Regions from separate parts of the Mus musculus genome. Here region 1 is linked to region 2. The links are chromatin contacts, called in public promoter capture Hi-C maps. All regions are on one chromosome and are shown on one strand. The core of a region is the stretch at or near the end of the contact, and the rest is flanking DNA. Distances in the headings are between cores, read along the strand shown. Region 1 overlaps Acsf3 (acyl-CoA synthetase family member 3). Region 2 overlaps Zfpm1 (zinc finger protein, multitype 1).

Region 1 (7,134 bases), core at 4,379-6,878, 520 kb after region 2:
TTCCTGTATGGAGGCACTGATGTTCTTAGTTCCTGTATGGAGGCACTGATGTTCTTAGTTCCTGTATGGAGGCACTGATGTTCTTAGTTCCTGTATGGAGGCACTGATGTTCTTAGTTCCTTTATGGAGGCACTGATGTTCTTAGTTCCTGTATGGAGGCACTGATGTTCTTAGTTCCTGTATGGAGGCACTGATGTTCTTAGTTCCTGTATGGAGGCACTGATGTTCTTAGTTCCTTTATGGAGGCACTGATGTTCTTAGTTCCTGTATGGAGGCACTGATGTTCTTAGTTCCTGTATGGAGGCACTGATGTTCTTAGTTCCTGTATGGACACTGATGTTCTTAGTTCCTGTATGGAGGCACTGATGTTCTTAGTTCCTGTATGGAGGCACTGATGTTCTTAGTTCCTGTATGGAGGCACTGATGTTCTTAGTTCCTTTATGGAGGCACTGATGTTCTTAGTTCCTGTATGGAGGCACTGATGTTCTTAGTTCCTGTATGGACACTGATGTTCTTAGTTCCTGTATGGACACTGATGTTCTTAGTTCCTGTATGGAGGCACTGATGTTCTTAGTTCCTGTGTGGAGGCACTGATGTTCTTAGTTCCTGTATGGAGGCACTGATGTTCTTAGTTCCTGTATGGAGGCACTGATGTTCTTAGTTCCTGTATGGAGGCACTGATGTTCTTAGTTCCTGTATGGAGGCACTGATGTTCTTAGTTCCTGTATGGAGGCACTGATGTTCTTAGTTCCTGTATGGAGGCACTGATGTTCTTAGTTCCTGTATGGAGGCGCTGCTGTTCTGCCACAGATCAAGTAAGGACCCAGCACAGTGCCCTGGAGCAAAAGCGACTCATCCTGTGTGGCTGACTGGCCATGGGGAAACCAGATACTGCTTCTGTCACCATTGGGAAACCCCAGCATCAGGGTCCTCTCTAATCCACTTTCATGCACTCTGAATTCCAAATCTTTGTTTTTATGAGGACATTCATTGTGTCCCCTTGAATACTTTCTGTCACCTCTGTCTGGAAGTCCCCTTGTCAGCAGCATTATTGGGAGGAAGGAGTTAAGAATTGAGCCTCTGTTATAAATGCACCTTCAAGCCCCCTTGACTTGCTATCTTTTCTAAGCTAGTGATGTGTTGCCTAGTGATCTGTCCCACAGAAGCCCCTCCGTGGACAACCATAGTGACCACACCCAGGTTCTCCCTCCGCCTGACGCCATGCAGCCTACAGCTCACAGTTCCCTGCAGCTTGCCAGACCTTGGCACCAGCATCTGTGCTGGCCCTTCCTGCCTTTGCAGGCAAGGACACCCAGTGGCCTAGACAGAGCAGTTTTCTCAAGCCTCAGAAAAGACGTGGACCGTGTGCTGGTGGAGGTGCTGATAGCGGACCTCAGCCCTGCATCAGACTCTGCCATGAACAGGACTGTTCAGCAGAGTGGAATCCAGTCATCCAAGTAAAGATGGGGGCCTGGGCTGCCAGTGCTTTGTGTGCTGACATCTGAGCGGAGCACTGCGAAAGCCCGCGCTCTATCAACCTGCCTGTCACCTGGGGACAGGCACCAGCTAGAGAGATTTATAGAGGCTGTCTGCAAGGCCAGGGTTCATGAAGGCTAAGCACACCCCCAGTGGCTCGGACTCCTCTGTCAGCATCGTCAGAGCTCAGAGCACGCTAGGATTGAGGTCTTGCAGGCTCTACGAAATCGCGAGCTGTAAGCAGCATGGAATCGGCAGAGGGAAACCCCCGGTGTGGCCTTATTAGTTACAGAGTTGTTGTATAGACAGAGTGTGAGGTAACACTTCACAAGCTTAGAGAGGACGGCACCTCATGGAGCTTTGAGGGTGAGCCAGAACCTGGCACTCAGTCTTAACTCCTCTCTCCCAGCGCTGCCAATAGGTAGCCTGACCCTGGCACCCATCATTGCCATGGGCTGTGACAGTCCCTCATGCTCATGCACTGTCCCCAAACCCTGACAGTGAGGCAGAATCTGCCAAGAGGTCAGTCTGTGCCCAGCGGTGCCCGGATCTCTTTCCTCAAGAGAGAAAAGCGCAGCGTGGGGCACGGCCCCAGATCAAGAACCCACATGTGCAGAATCCCTTGTCCCAAGGCTTCTCACCAGATCAAACTTAACAGCGTGGGGCCTGGGGCGAGAGTATGGAGCTTTGTAGTGGGCAGTATGGTATCTCCTGCAGGTCCAAAAAGAGAAGCCACGTTCAGGGCAGGGCAGTGGCTCAGCTCTGCTGCACCTTAGAGGGAGTGGAGACCCAGGGAGCAGCATCAGAGAGCTTCCTGCTAGGACCCTCAGTGCAGGCTGCCACCTCACTGTCTCATGCGGAGACAAGCAACCTGATGCTTACAGCAGGAGATGCCGATGGAAGACGAGCTTCCCAGGCCGAAGGACACAGCTGGACCCAGAGCTACAGCAGGAGTGGGAAGGACAAGTCCTGTATGCCCCAAAGGTAGAGGGTCCCTTAGGACCCAGGACAAGACCTGAGTGCCCCATAGCCCACACTGGGTCCTTTCCCTTCGGTCAGTATTGTCCAAGGCCTGTCCTGGTCTAGGCTGAGGGTGCCCATCCAACCCTTTGTCACCTGCCACACACACAGCTGCCACACACGAGAGAACTCTCCAGTGCCAGTCCTTTCTCTAGGGCCAGCCTCTCCCTGTCTTCCGTGAATAAGCCCTGAGCTTGTCCAGGCCCATCCATCTTGTTTAATAGACTGGAGTGTGCCCTGCACTGCAAGTCCCAGGGACTAGCGGGGTGATGGATGGTGCCTTACCGTGTCGGGCCGCGTGATGTACGATGAAATATTTATGATTTATTCCAGCTAATAACCCACAGGGAGTGCAGGGAGCGTGTGAGCAGACAGGGAGGCCCCAGCACTGCTGTCAGGGCTGCTGCTGGCATCTGCATGCCTATACACAGCCGTAATCATGCAAATGTGTGTGCATGGACATGCACCCGCACTAATGCGCAAATACACACACCGCCGTGCTGGGAGAAGACTTGGCCAGAAATATAGCCCTGTGCTCCAGCCCGGGCCCTGCTCCTGGCACTGCCACCATGTCTGTGGGGCATAACAAGCTCACTGGGCAGGCCCCATGCTCCTGTGTGAAAGGAGCAAGTGAGACAGTTATTTCGCTTAGAGAAAAGGGCACTGTGGCTGTTTGGGGCTGGTGGGAGTCAGGGGTGAAAGAGCAGGAAGACATTTACCACAGGGCATCCCCATGTTGGAAAAGGAGCTGGAAATGACTGTCCTTTCACCCAGGACCCATCCACCGTGCAATGATAGAGGCTTGTGGATAGTGGTGGAACAGTGCGGGACAGTGCCCAGCATGTGTCTGTGTGAAGCAGAGGTTGGGGTCAAAGGCCACAAACTATTTGCTGCTCTCTTGAAAACGGTGCACCCTGTTTCTGATTGCTCTGACAGGAACATAGCCCAGAATCCAGTGGCCCAGTCGGTTTCCAGCCTGCCACTGCCACAGATTCTGGTGGGCTCCACCCCGCACTGCTGGCTGCAGGGCTGGGTGCCAGTGTCACAGGAATGGAGAATGGGAAAGGACACATGCCATTGGAGCTAGCCTCTACAGGAAGTGGGCCTGGACAGTGGGAATAGTGGGACCCACATATGCATGCACGTGGTCCCCTGGGACTCCTGGGGTGACAGTCAGGAGCACTGAAGTCTCCTGTGACCAGCTTGTCCAGAGCGATCACAGAAACAAACTCCTTTTCCAGGAGACACCGCCGTGTTCAAGGATGCTAGGTACTGGATCCGAGGGCGCACGTCTGTGGACATCATCAAGACTGGAGGCTATAAAGTCAGCGCCCTGGAGATCGAGCGGCACCTGCTGGCCCACCCCAGCATCACCGGTGAGTAGGTGGCTACCTCAGGCTTAGGGGAGCTCTGGCTCCAAACACAGTGCCTCCTTCTCTACTCTGTCAAGGTTTGGACTGTCAGGAGCCTCCTCCACCTGCTACTAGGGCTCCTGTGAAATGTGTCTATGCTCCCTCTGTACCCTGCACACAGCAACATAATGGCTATTCCAAGCTGCTCCCTGCTGCACTAGCACGGCCTGCAGGCCTGGCCAGAACGCACAGCTGCTCTGCAGACCAAGCAAGAGCAGGCTGAGCCCCTAGAGATGCTTCCCACTCCCATGAGTGTCATCCCCACGGGTCTCACTCCAGGGGCTTGGGCACTGCAGCCAACAGCCCAACGTTACCACATATTCCTGCATGCTGTTCAGTCTGTGTGGTCATCAGGACCTTCCCAGGCATCCCCAACCTGTTCTGCTGTCCTCAGATGTCGCTGTAATTGGAGTTCCTGATATGACATGGGGCCAGCGGGTCACAGCTGTGGTTGCTCTTCAAGAAGGACATTCACTGTCCCACGGGGATCTCAAGGAGTGGGCCAGGTAGGGCTAAAGGGACTGTCCTGGGTTCTAGCGCATCTAAGGGAACCAACCACCTTGGAATCGGGGACAGAAGGGCCTGTCCTGGAGCGGGGAGGCTGGGTGAACCATTCTGGATTCTGGACGTGGGGAGGGTGAAGCCGAGAAGCCAACAGTGGGACCCGTGACTAGTTTGTCTCTTCCCTCATTAAATGTAGACTTGGCAGTAGGAAGGGCCTCTGCTGCAAACCGAGTTGGGAGACAGTGATAGTCTGAGGCAGAAATGTGTGTTCCTGGGACAGAAGCAGATATTTTGGTATCAACTTATAAACCCCAAATCATTTCAAGGCTTAGGACCCCCCAGCAAGTGCCTGACAATCCAGTGCCACACCGAGTACCCCTCCCCCCTCCCTATCCTGCCAGACTTGCTCAGGCCACCACAGGATGGCCTGGGCTTCGCAGCCCTGAGGACTGCCTGAGTGCCTCGCACCTTACTGCAGGGCCTCCCAAAGCCTGGGATTGCCTGGGCCTGTGCCCACAGCTCCCTTCTTAACCCAGGGCAGGGACGGATTCTCCCTGGTTCTTGTAGATCTTGGGGGTTTTTTGGGGGTGGGGGGTGGTGTTGAGACAGGGTTTCTCTGTAGCCCTGGTTGTCCTGGAACTCACTCTGTACACCAGGTGGCCTCCAACTCAGAGATCCGCCTGCCTCTGCTCCTCAAGTGCTATGATTAAAGGTGTGTCCCACCACAGCCACCATACTGCACTGGCTGGCTTGCCCCATGTTGTTTGTGGTAGACTCCAGTTTCTTTCATCTTAGTCCCTGGTGATTGCTGATATCCTCCCAGAACTCTCAGGACAGGAGACTCTCGAAGCTTCCACCGTGAGGAGAACTTCAGGATCCTTCTTTAAATCTGAGTTCCCTCCACTCTGCTGTCTCCTCACACACACACCCCCGCCCCCACCCCGACTTGCCTTCTCTATTTTTGGCTCGTCCAAAGAGACTTTACAGGCAGCAGGGGTCCTCGTTCATCAGGGCCACACAGCTGGGCAATTACTGATTCCCTGGATTCACAAAGTCACAGTTGGAGCTCCACAGCTTAGCAGAGGCAGCAGTCTGCTTGGCCGGTTGCTGCTGTGATTAAACAATTACTTTTTTGAGAAGAGAAACACAGGCATCCTCTGCTGAGAGCCAGTGTGGCTGTTGGATGGAGGCCCCACGTTGGCCTGAATCCCTCAAGCCATGGTCTGTGTCCACAGCTTGGTGGCTCCTGCGCTCTGAGTGCTTCCCCCAGGGCCTGTGTCTGCCGCTGAAGTCAGGCTCCTTGCTTGGGTGTTCAGGCTCATGGTGACTGTAAGAAGACCTGAGAAGAGGGCCAAGGGTTAGAGCATTGGGGAGCTGGAGCTGTGTACAGGGGGACAGTGCAAGAAAGATCGCCAGGCACTGCCGAGCTGTCCTAAGACATTTTGTCCCCACAGTGAGTAGCTTTCCCACCAGTTGTTCTTGGGGTTAGGGACCTGAGGAGAGACCCCACACACACACTTGAAACCACAGCCCTACCTAGTCCCCAGGGAACAGCGTCTGAGTTCCCCGGTGCTCGTCCTGTGAGCAAGGCCGTGTGGCCCAGTGATCATCACCCTTGTGTGATGTCCAAGTCCATGCTTGGTGAATGCTGCCTCAGGCCAGGGCTGTGCTGTCCAGTTGCCATTGGAGAGGCGGGTGGGAAGGACAGAGAGCAGAGCTCTCATCCTGAGGTTGCAGTCGGCTAATAGGAGTTCCAGAAAGAGACAGTGTCAGGAGGGGACACCAACAAAGAACCAGGTTTTCTCCATGTTGACTGAAAGAGAAGTGGCCACAGTGGCACAGGCCTGGAGCAAGTTCAAGGCCAGCCTGGGTGGCCCTGGTGACCCAGATGAGAAAGAGAAGGAGGTTTGGGAAGAAGCACAGAGAACCCAGGTGTCACTGTGTCCACCTGTGTTATCCACCTTCTGTGAGGTAGTGTGTACCTCACAGCAGCCCAGTGATTGTCAGGAGGTCCACACAGCCCCAAGTTGTCCTCCTTGTAGTTGGAAGAACCAGTGATATGCATAAATTACCAGAACTAATATGAGAGCCAGGCTGAAGAGCTCTGTGTCTGTGAAGCTGAGTCCCAGCTAAAAAACCACAAGGCAAATGCCAGGCCCAGAGCACCTCAGGGGACACTGCCCAAAGTGCATACAAGTCCATTCCCATTAGGAGGGACACTCCCACCTCACTTCATGGGACCCAAACCAGACAAGAAACCCAGACCAGTTTCCTGTCAGACAGACACAAAATGCTTAACCAAATGCTAGAAATTAGGTCCTATTCACAAAAGAGCCAACACATCCTGATCGTGTGGCACTTACACCAGAAACGGGAGGTTAAACATTGAGAAACCCAGCCGCGTGCGTGGGGTGTTTACAGAGTGAGAGCCCTGCTGTCAGTTCAGTAGACACGGAGCGTGCATTTCTAGATGCTCATGTCACTTGCAGGGACTCTAGCAGTACCAGAGAAGGAACATTCCTGAGCTGAGGGAGGGGCTCTGAGGACCACTGCAGTTGAGACTGTGTTCAGGGGTTAGAACTCACTGCCACCTCTTCCCAGTCCCACCGGGAAGGGAGTTCATCTTGGGCTGCGAGTCCAGGCAGTGGGCAGGCTGTGCCTCTATCTGGAGCTGTGTCAGCCGGTCACTTCAGCCAGTTGTACAGGTTTGTACCCAGTCCCC
Region 2 (7,503 bases), core at 4,152-6,651:
CTTGTAGAGTAGGAGTCTGATAAGAGCATTTCCTTTCTAGGACCATAGAGAGAGCTTAGGGGTGCACACCTTACCAGGTGACTTGGTACTGGGTGGGCACTGCCAGCCCTGCTGGCTTTTGGTGTTGGCATATGCCTGGTGGTCTTTTCCCTCCCTTGGTATGGGTGAGAACATCAAATCAGTCTGAGGCCAACTACCACAGAAGCCAGGGTGGAGAGTCTCTGAGCAGAAATCTGCAGCCCATAGGCTTACCCCACCACCCCGCATATCTCTGCCACTCTCCACAGGCTGACGTTTTCCTCTCTCCTCAGCAGACTGGGCAAGACTGTGGCAACTTATACAAAGCTGGCCAGGCACAACAGCAACAGCACCTCACATCCACACCTGCTGGGCTGCTGTCACCACCGCATACACCTCAAGTACCCCTTGTCCCTTACCTGCTCCAACTGGCTGTGGCTTCTAAGCCTCAGCTTTTCTGTCTGTGGAGTGAGTGGTGGCTGTAGTACTCTGCAGCCTCTCTGAGCCAGTGAGGTAGAGGCTGGTTCCCACGCCTTGATCAAGGTCTACAGTAGACCCTGGCCGTGCTCCCCACGACTGTGAGTGCTCCTTTCTACTCAGTACTCACTCCACATCCCTGAGCACCCCTCTAGGTGCTTTCTTAGGCTGGGGTTCCCCTTTTACTCAGAAGAATTAGAAGACTGGAGTTCTTTTCTTGCCCCACAAGAATTGGGGTATCAAAGAGGCTGCCCCAGGGTTTCACAGCTATGCGTGATGGTCTCACTATGGAAATGGAACCTGCCTGGGATGGGGTGCACAGCCCTGTCTGTCCCCCCCCCCATATGGGTGGGTGTACTATGGGGCCTCCTTGGCCCTCCTGTGAGTCCGTCCCTCTGAGCTTTAGCCTTCCCACAACACATGGCACTCCCCGGTGGGAGACAGGATTGAAGAGAACTGGCAGATGAGACTTGACCAGCCAGAGCCAAGGAAGAGGGAAACAAGCCTTTGTCCTCTTCCCTTGTCGCTGATGGCCAGCTCTCGGTGTTGGCAATTCTGAGACAGTGTCCCCTGAGACAGTTTCTTGACAGTTCCTCCTGATATCTGACCTTTAGCCCTACAACTTTCCCATCTTCCTCCAAGCTTACAGTTGCCTCAGTTGCCTGTTCTCTCAGCCCAGGAGGAAGGAAGGGGGCCAGGGCAAACCCTCCTGCAGAACTCCATTGCTGTTCAGGGACAAGATATCCATCCCCACCTTGCCTGAATGGCCTCCGGTAAGGGTCAGAATCTGCGGCTCTCCCTCCAGGCCCTCTCTGACTTCCGGTACACAGAGATCTGTGATGGAAGGGAAACTGAGGCTCAGAGCCCTGGTGTGGGTAACCCGTCTCCCCACACTCAGCTCAACTTCCAGGTGTGACCGAGTGAGTGTGTCCCAGCTCAGCTTTGTGTCGCTCCCTGCCAGCCTGAACAGCCTGGGCTTAAAGCCCAGGGGGAGAACCAAGGCTTAGAAAGTTCGAAGATCAGATTCATGGGAGAGACACCATGTGGGGTGAGAGAGAGCAATTGGGGGGGGGGGCTGGTAAGAGGAGCTGCCACGCCCAATTTCAAACCCAGAGTCTGAGGCTTTCAAGTGGCCAAATGGCTCTCAACCATAGCCAGCTCAGGTCTCAACACTGTTCGCAAGGTTTTAGCGAAGATCAGAGCTGCAGCAGACTGGCTGGGTCTCACTCCTCTGCTGCCTTTGTGTCGACTATTCACTTTTCCACTTCCTGGGCCACCACAGCACCTCCTGCCTTAGTCTCCCTTACTGAGTCTCACACCCTGCCTGACTAAGCTTAGTTGCCCAGGGACAGGGACATCCCGCCTCACCAGGCAGCCTGGACAGTCCATGGGCACCAGTCCTCCCTTCACCTAGTTGGCCAGCCAGCCAGCCCTCTCTTGGAGCAGCCGCAACCTGGTCCTCCCTGCACTGTCTCCGGTCCCGGCCTTCTCCGGCGCAGGTTTCAGCTCCTGTGATAACTCGGAAAGTTGAACTGGCCCCATTACTGCACTGAGATGGTTGGCAAGATACAGCTCGATAATGGAGGAGATACCCACGTCTCGGTGGCCAGCGGCCTGGGCTCCCGCCCATTAACATTCCCCACCAGCGATCCGCGCTATCTCCTCTCCTTCCACTCCTCCCGCAGATAAGAATGGAAATTCTGACTTCATAGCTCGCTGATTAAAGTGTCTGGATTTCTTGATAATACACAGATAAATTATGTTTTTGAAAAGGAAGGTAGGGAGGAGGGTGGAGAGAAGGGGGCCTTAGAGGGGAGCCCTTGGCCGACTCTGAGGAGATGGCCCTCCCAGCCTCTAGTCCAGGCTGGTAGCCACCAAATGTCCAGCCACTGAAACTGCAGTCAGATCCAGTTAGGCCCAGCAGGCGCCACTCTGAGCTGACTCTGGTACAGGGACTCCCAGACCATAGGGTCCAGCCTCCAGAACTGATGGCGTCTCCCAGTACCCACACCACCTTGGGCAGATCTGTGTAACAACATGGCCTTGTTTGCGCAGCAGACATGGTGCCTCTGCAGCCTTGCCAGGCAGCTTTACCTGAGTGTCCTGCTGCCCTGCAGTGCCTGGTTAGACCATAGGTAGTTCAGTGTCACTGTGCCCCAGCAAAGCCACGCCCACCAGCTGTGAGGGCCCTGCAGCACTCGGAAGCCCAGGGGGCCCCAAGCCTGTCCACAGCCATTGTGTCTCCCAGCTCAGCCCAGCTGCCTCTCATGACAGGCGGCACCCAGATGGGACTCCGGTGCCATTGCGAGCTTGTCTGGATAAAGCTGCCTCCTTCAGCTGATCCGAGATTCTCACTGATGGTGTGATGCGCCGAGATTAGGGCTGCGCCAGGCTAATCCTCCTGCTGAGGGACAGGTAAGGCAGCCAGGGGGGAGTGAGGCACCTGCTGTGTGAGAAGAGAAACCAGGGTCTGTCAGCCCCAGACACCCCTTGGCATGGTGGCCTGGCCACACTGGCAGGAACCCCTTCTCAAGCCCTCCTGGGCCCAGTGGGGGTGGGGGCATTCAGCTCTTTTCCCAGTCCTGTGTATATGAAATCATTCCTGAGAACTGAAACTCAGGAATCCCAGAGATGGGAAGGGAAGGCCTGAGGAGGGCAGGAACTTTCCCTGGGATCCTGGGTCTCCCCAGGTATGATGACCCCAGTGCTGGCCCTGCTGAGGGGAGCTGTCTTGACTGAGTGGTGGATGTACCCTTGGGCCTGTCCTGCTTCTCGCCGTGTCCTCCCATTGTCCCTCACTTCTCTTCTGATGACTCAAAGTCACACAGCACAGGAGGCACTCTGACCTAGAGGCTCTGTCCAGACCTGAGCCTCCAGCTACCTAGATGTTCTGAGGTGTTTGCAGATATAACCCCCCACCTCTATAAAGGGACCTGGTCTCTCCGCTTTAAAGTGAAGGCCTGGGCACAGAGTGGGCAAACGCTCAGGATTTCCCAGTCCTACCCACGGATCAGTGCAGTCTAGTCTGCAGAGCCTTGAATTCAGAGACCCTCCTGTCTCTGCCTCCCAAGCGCAGAGATTAAAGACGTGCACCATCATGCCTGGTTAAGTTGGTATGTTTATTGCTTGTAGTAATTTCATTTACCGTCCCCCACACACACACACACACACACAAAGGTGGCTCTTTTGGTGAGAATGTTGGCTTGAAGGGATGGAGAGGCAGCTTGGTCAGTAAGTGCTCTCCACGCAAGCGTGAGGACCTGAGTTCAGATCTCCAGCCCCCTTATAAAGAGCCGAGCTCGGCAGTGCGGGCCTGTATCCCAGTGCTGAGGACTCGGGGACATGCTGCCTCTGGACAATACTGCATCCCTCTCGGGCAAAGAGCTCCCGCAGGACTTCTTATTTCTGACCACCCCCACCTGGATGATTCTAGAAGTTTGTCTTTGTCATCCTGGGTTATTGTCCCCACCCTCTCCTGACTAATCACCAGGATTTCATACCTGGGGTGTCTCGGGATTCACACTCTGAACCATCAAGTTCAAGGATATGAGAGGGGGGCTAGGGTCCAGCCTACCCATCACCCTTTAGGCGTCTCCCTGGTCTGAGCCTCAGTTTCCGTATCTGTAAGATGGGGCTAGAGATGCAAAGGTTGCCCCGCAACCCTGGTCCTGCTCCCCAGAACCTCTAGCCATATTCTCTGGCCACCCCATCTGTCCTGTACCTCCTCGCTGCCCACCAAATCCAGACTGCTAGACTCCAGGCCAGAGAGGCACAGCTGGACCCAGCTCCATCTGACCTGGCTGTGTAACCTTGGGCCAAGCACTTCACCTCACTGGGCCTGGCTACCTCATAGAGCAGATGAGCCCATGAGTGTCCTTGCAGGTCCTTGTGAAGAGCTGAGGAGACAGAGCTTGGGAACCCTGAGTCCTGGCAGACAGGTGGGACCCCCACCCTCCCAGGTTCTTCTCCAAGCCTGTCTTCCTTCCTGGCTGGTGCCTGAGAGAGAGGCCTCCTCCTTCAGCTCCACGGGTGTGGGAGGGAATGGGGTGGGTGTGTTCCGCCCTCCCAGGCCCCCAACAAAAAGAAGAAAGAAAGGGAACCTTGATAAAAAGAGCGATAGGCGCCATGCGTGGAGGAGCCGCTATCAGCCCATCTATCTGCCTGCTCACTCTCGGTTCTTCCCCCTTATCTCACCCCTCCAAATGCCAGGAACAAAAGCGTCGCAGACTTCCATGCATTGCCAAGCCCCTGGCCCAACTCAGGGCTGCCAGGAGAGATGGCCCTGAAATCTAAAGAGAAAGTCGAGGCCCCTCAGCCTCATCATTTTTGGAAAAGGAAGACCCAAATGGCCCATTCTGAGACCTAGCAGCTGGGGTGGAATTGTCCAGGAGTGGTGCCTAGGGGTGGGGGAGGTCTCCACGGCACCCCTTGCACATTGGCTGTGTGACCTTGGGTCAGCATCTTCCCTCTGAGGCATCCAGGGTGGGTAAGAATGAGTTTAGTGGGGCCTGGGTGGACCAGTTTTCCCCCATAAAGTTCCTTTCTACCTAAATCTTTCTCGGGTCACCAGAATCTAACACTTTCCAGAACACCCCCAAGATCCAGTCCCACCTTTGCCTCCCCTGAAAACTCCTAAGTCCTATGGATTGTCTTAGAAATGGCCTGGGTTCCCAAGAGCAGCACCACTGAGCCCTGGTCCCCAGAACGTCCATTCCTCCCACCTCTGTCCAGCCCCTACTAGCAGCCAATGAAAATAGTGTGTGCAAATGAGCAGACTTGAGGCTCAGAGATTGGCTACAGTTCCATGGAGGGGGTGGGGCCTTATCTCAAACGAGAGCTTGTACCTGTCCAGCCCAGACCCACTGGGTGGAAGTCCTCCCGGGCTTCTGTGCCTTCTTACTGAGCCTTGTGTTTGCCTTGAACAGGCGGGCCTTTAAGTAAGCTCTGCTGACCTCAGCCTAAGCCACACCCTCCGGCACTAGGACCTGGGCATTCCACAAACACTACAGTCAGCTCCTGTGCCAAATGAGAGTGGGGAGGTGAGAAGTGGAGCCGGGACAGGCAGCAAAGGCTGGCAGCTCCCTCCCTCCCTCCAGACCCTACTCGAGTTATTGTCCCCATCCCCTCCTGAGCCTGGTGACTCACTAGGAATGTTGCTGACCAAGTCTCTGTGGCCTGAGGCTCTGGCAAGAACAGGGATCTCCGTTTGTCTTTGTCACACCTCAGTTTCCCAATCTGTAAAATGGAAAGGAATCTAGTCCCTCAGCTGCCAGGAGGGTTTTGAACCCCATCCCTGCCCCAGGCCTCGGTTTCCCCACCACATCATGGGCCATTCTAGAGCTGCCCATTCCGTATTCTTTTCAAAGCTGCGGAGGTGGGATCCTGACCTTGCCCCCAGCCTCTCCGCTCCTCAGCGTACCGTATTACAGAATAGGGTCTATAGTCAGCAGTCGGGGGCACTGGCTCCCACCGCACCCCCAAGCCTCTGACCTAACAGCCACTGGTATGAGCAGGGGTTTGTTGTTGTTGTTGTTGTTTTAATGTGTAATTGCAAAATAGTGGGGAAACAAGGTCCCCTGGAGAGCTTAGGCTGAGACCTAAGGGAGGAAGAGTCAGGAGTGACCTCATGGCCTCCCTCAGTCCTGGCCCCCACACTAAGGGTCTCTGTCACCTGTTTTTATTAACTGTGTGTGAGGGTACACTATCCCATCGTGAGGCCTTCCAGGGGGCCTCTCAGACCCTGCCAGAGGGCATCCATCTCATTTGGGCAGCTCCCGCCTCCCCCCAGAGCACAGAGCTGGATAAAAGCTACCTGCTTGTTTCTAGATCAGCCTTGCTGTCTCGGGAGGAAGAGGATGGAGGAAAGGAACAGGGTCAAGTCAGTCTGAGAAGCTGGCATTACCACAGACAGGGAAGCCTGAGGAGTCCTGAGGGACGGACCAAGTGCTGTGATACGGAGACAGGGAAGGGACCGTGGCTGGGACACAGATGACTCGGAAGCCCCACAGCGTTGAGAAAGCATTCTTGAATCAGAGCCGAGGGGCAGAAGCTGAGCGGGGTGGAGGTGGAGTGGAGAGAAGATGCTGATGGTGTTGGTGAGAGCGTGAAGGACACACAACACAGGGCCTCATGTGTAAGCAGGGCAGGGAGAGGATGGGGTACCCACAGTGTGGAAGGAGGGGGTACCCACAGTGTGTTAGAGGATGGGGTACCCACAGTGTGTTAGAGGATGGGGCACCCACAGTGTGTTAGAGGATAGTGCACCCACAGTGTGTTAGAGGATAGTGTACCTACAGTGTGTTAGAGGATAGTGCACCCACAGTGTGTTAGAGGATGGGGCACCCACAGTGTGTTAAAGGATAGTGCACCCACAGTGTGTTAGAGGATAGTGTACCCACAGTGTGTTAGAGGATGGGGTACCCACAGTGTGTTAGAGGATGGGGTACCCACAGTGTGCTAGAGGATGGGGTACCCGCAGTGTGTTAGAGGATGGGGTACCCACAGTGTGTTAGAGGATAGTGTACCCACAATGTGTTAGAGGATGGGTTACCCACAGTGTGTTAGAGGATAGTGTACCCACAGTGTGTTAGAGGATGGGGCACCCACAATGTGTTAGAGGATTGTGTACCCACAGTGTGTTAGAGGGTGGGGCACCCACAGTGTGAGAGGATGGGGCACCCGCAGTGGGTTTGGGAAGTGCTCAGAGCACTGTGCTGTTCCAGATGGGCACAGCCCAGCCTGCTGAGTGGAGGGCTTGTCTGTCACACAGGAGCCACCCCCTCCTGAGTAGCCATCTGCCTCTGCCCTGTGCCACACAGCGACGGCTCCATTAGTGAAACCCGCTCACATGGCTCAGTTCTTATCACCCATCTGGAGAAGGGATCACTCCAGCCTCAGCGCCCATCTCCGAGGCTTGTTTCCTCCTCTTTGCCCCAGGCGATGAGCTGTGGCCTCAGCAGGCCCGGGCCCCATCCTATCGCAGGACCCCCAGGCCATGGCCATCCCCGG

The links. Promoter capture Hi-C pulls out the DNA fragments that hold promoters and counts their contacts.
Region 1: a contact with region 2 is called in a promoter capture Hi-C map of stem cell-derived epiblast-like cells, with 4 times the contacts expected there. The contact joins two enhancer-like sites. A contact is called at or near these places in 3 of 39 promoter capture datasets (liver, pre-B cells and stem cell-derived epiblast-like cells) and 1 of 115 datasets of contacts at active chromatin or transcription factors (embryonic stem cells).

Annotation. Positions count from the first base shown.
Region 1 is chr8:122,809,258-122,816,391 of GRCm38.p6, forward strand. Acsf3 (acyl-CoA synthetase family member 3) reads left to right here. Exons shown (of 10, transcript NM_144932.4): 8 at 3,738-3,872; 9 at 4,303-4,414. Among named protein-coding and RNA genes, the nearest start is that of Gm35466, 11 kb to the right of the region's middle. Within about 2 kb of position 5,629, at least 25 of the 459 cell types and tissues checked have an H3K27ac peak or open chromatin away from gene starts, as enhancers often do. A contact at or near this core is called in stem cell-derived epiblast-like cells, where this site is marked.
Region 2 is chr8:122,289,075-122,296,577 of GRCm38.p6, forward strand. The region is part of intron 1 of Zfpm1 (zinc finger protein, multitype 1); the gene reads left to right. Among named protein-coding and RNA genes, the nearest start is that of Gm39269, 7.7 kb to the left of the region's middle. RefSeq lists enhancers at 1,873-2,300, 7,177-7,503. Within about 2 kb of position 5,402, at least 143 of the 459 cell types and tissues checked have an H3K27ac peak or open chromatin away from gene starts, as enhancers often do. A contact at or near this core is called in stem cell-derived epiblast-like cells, where this site is marked.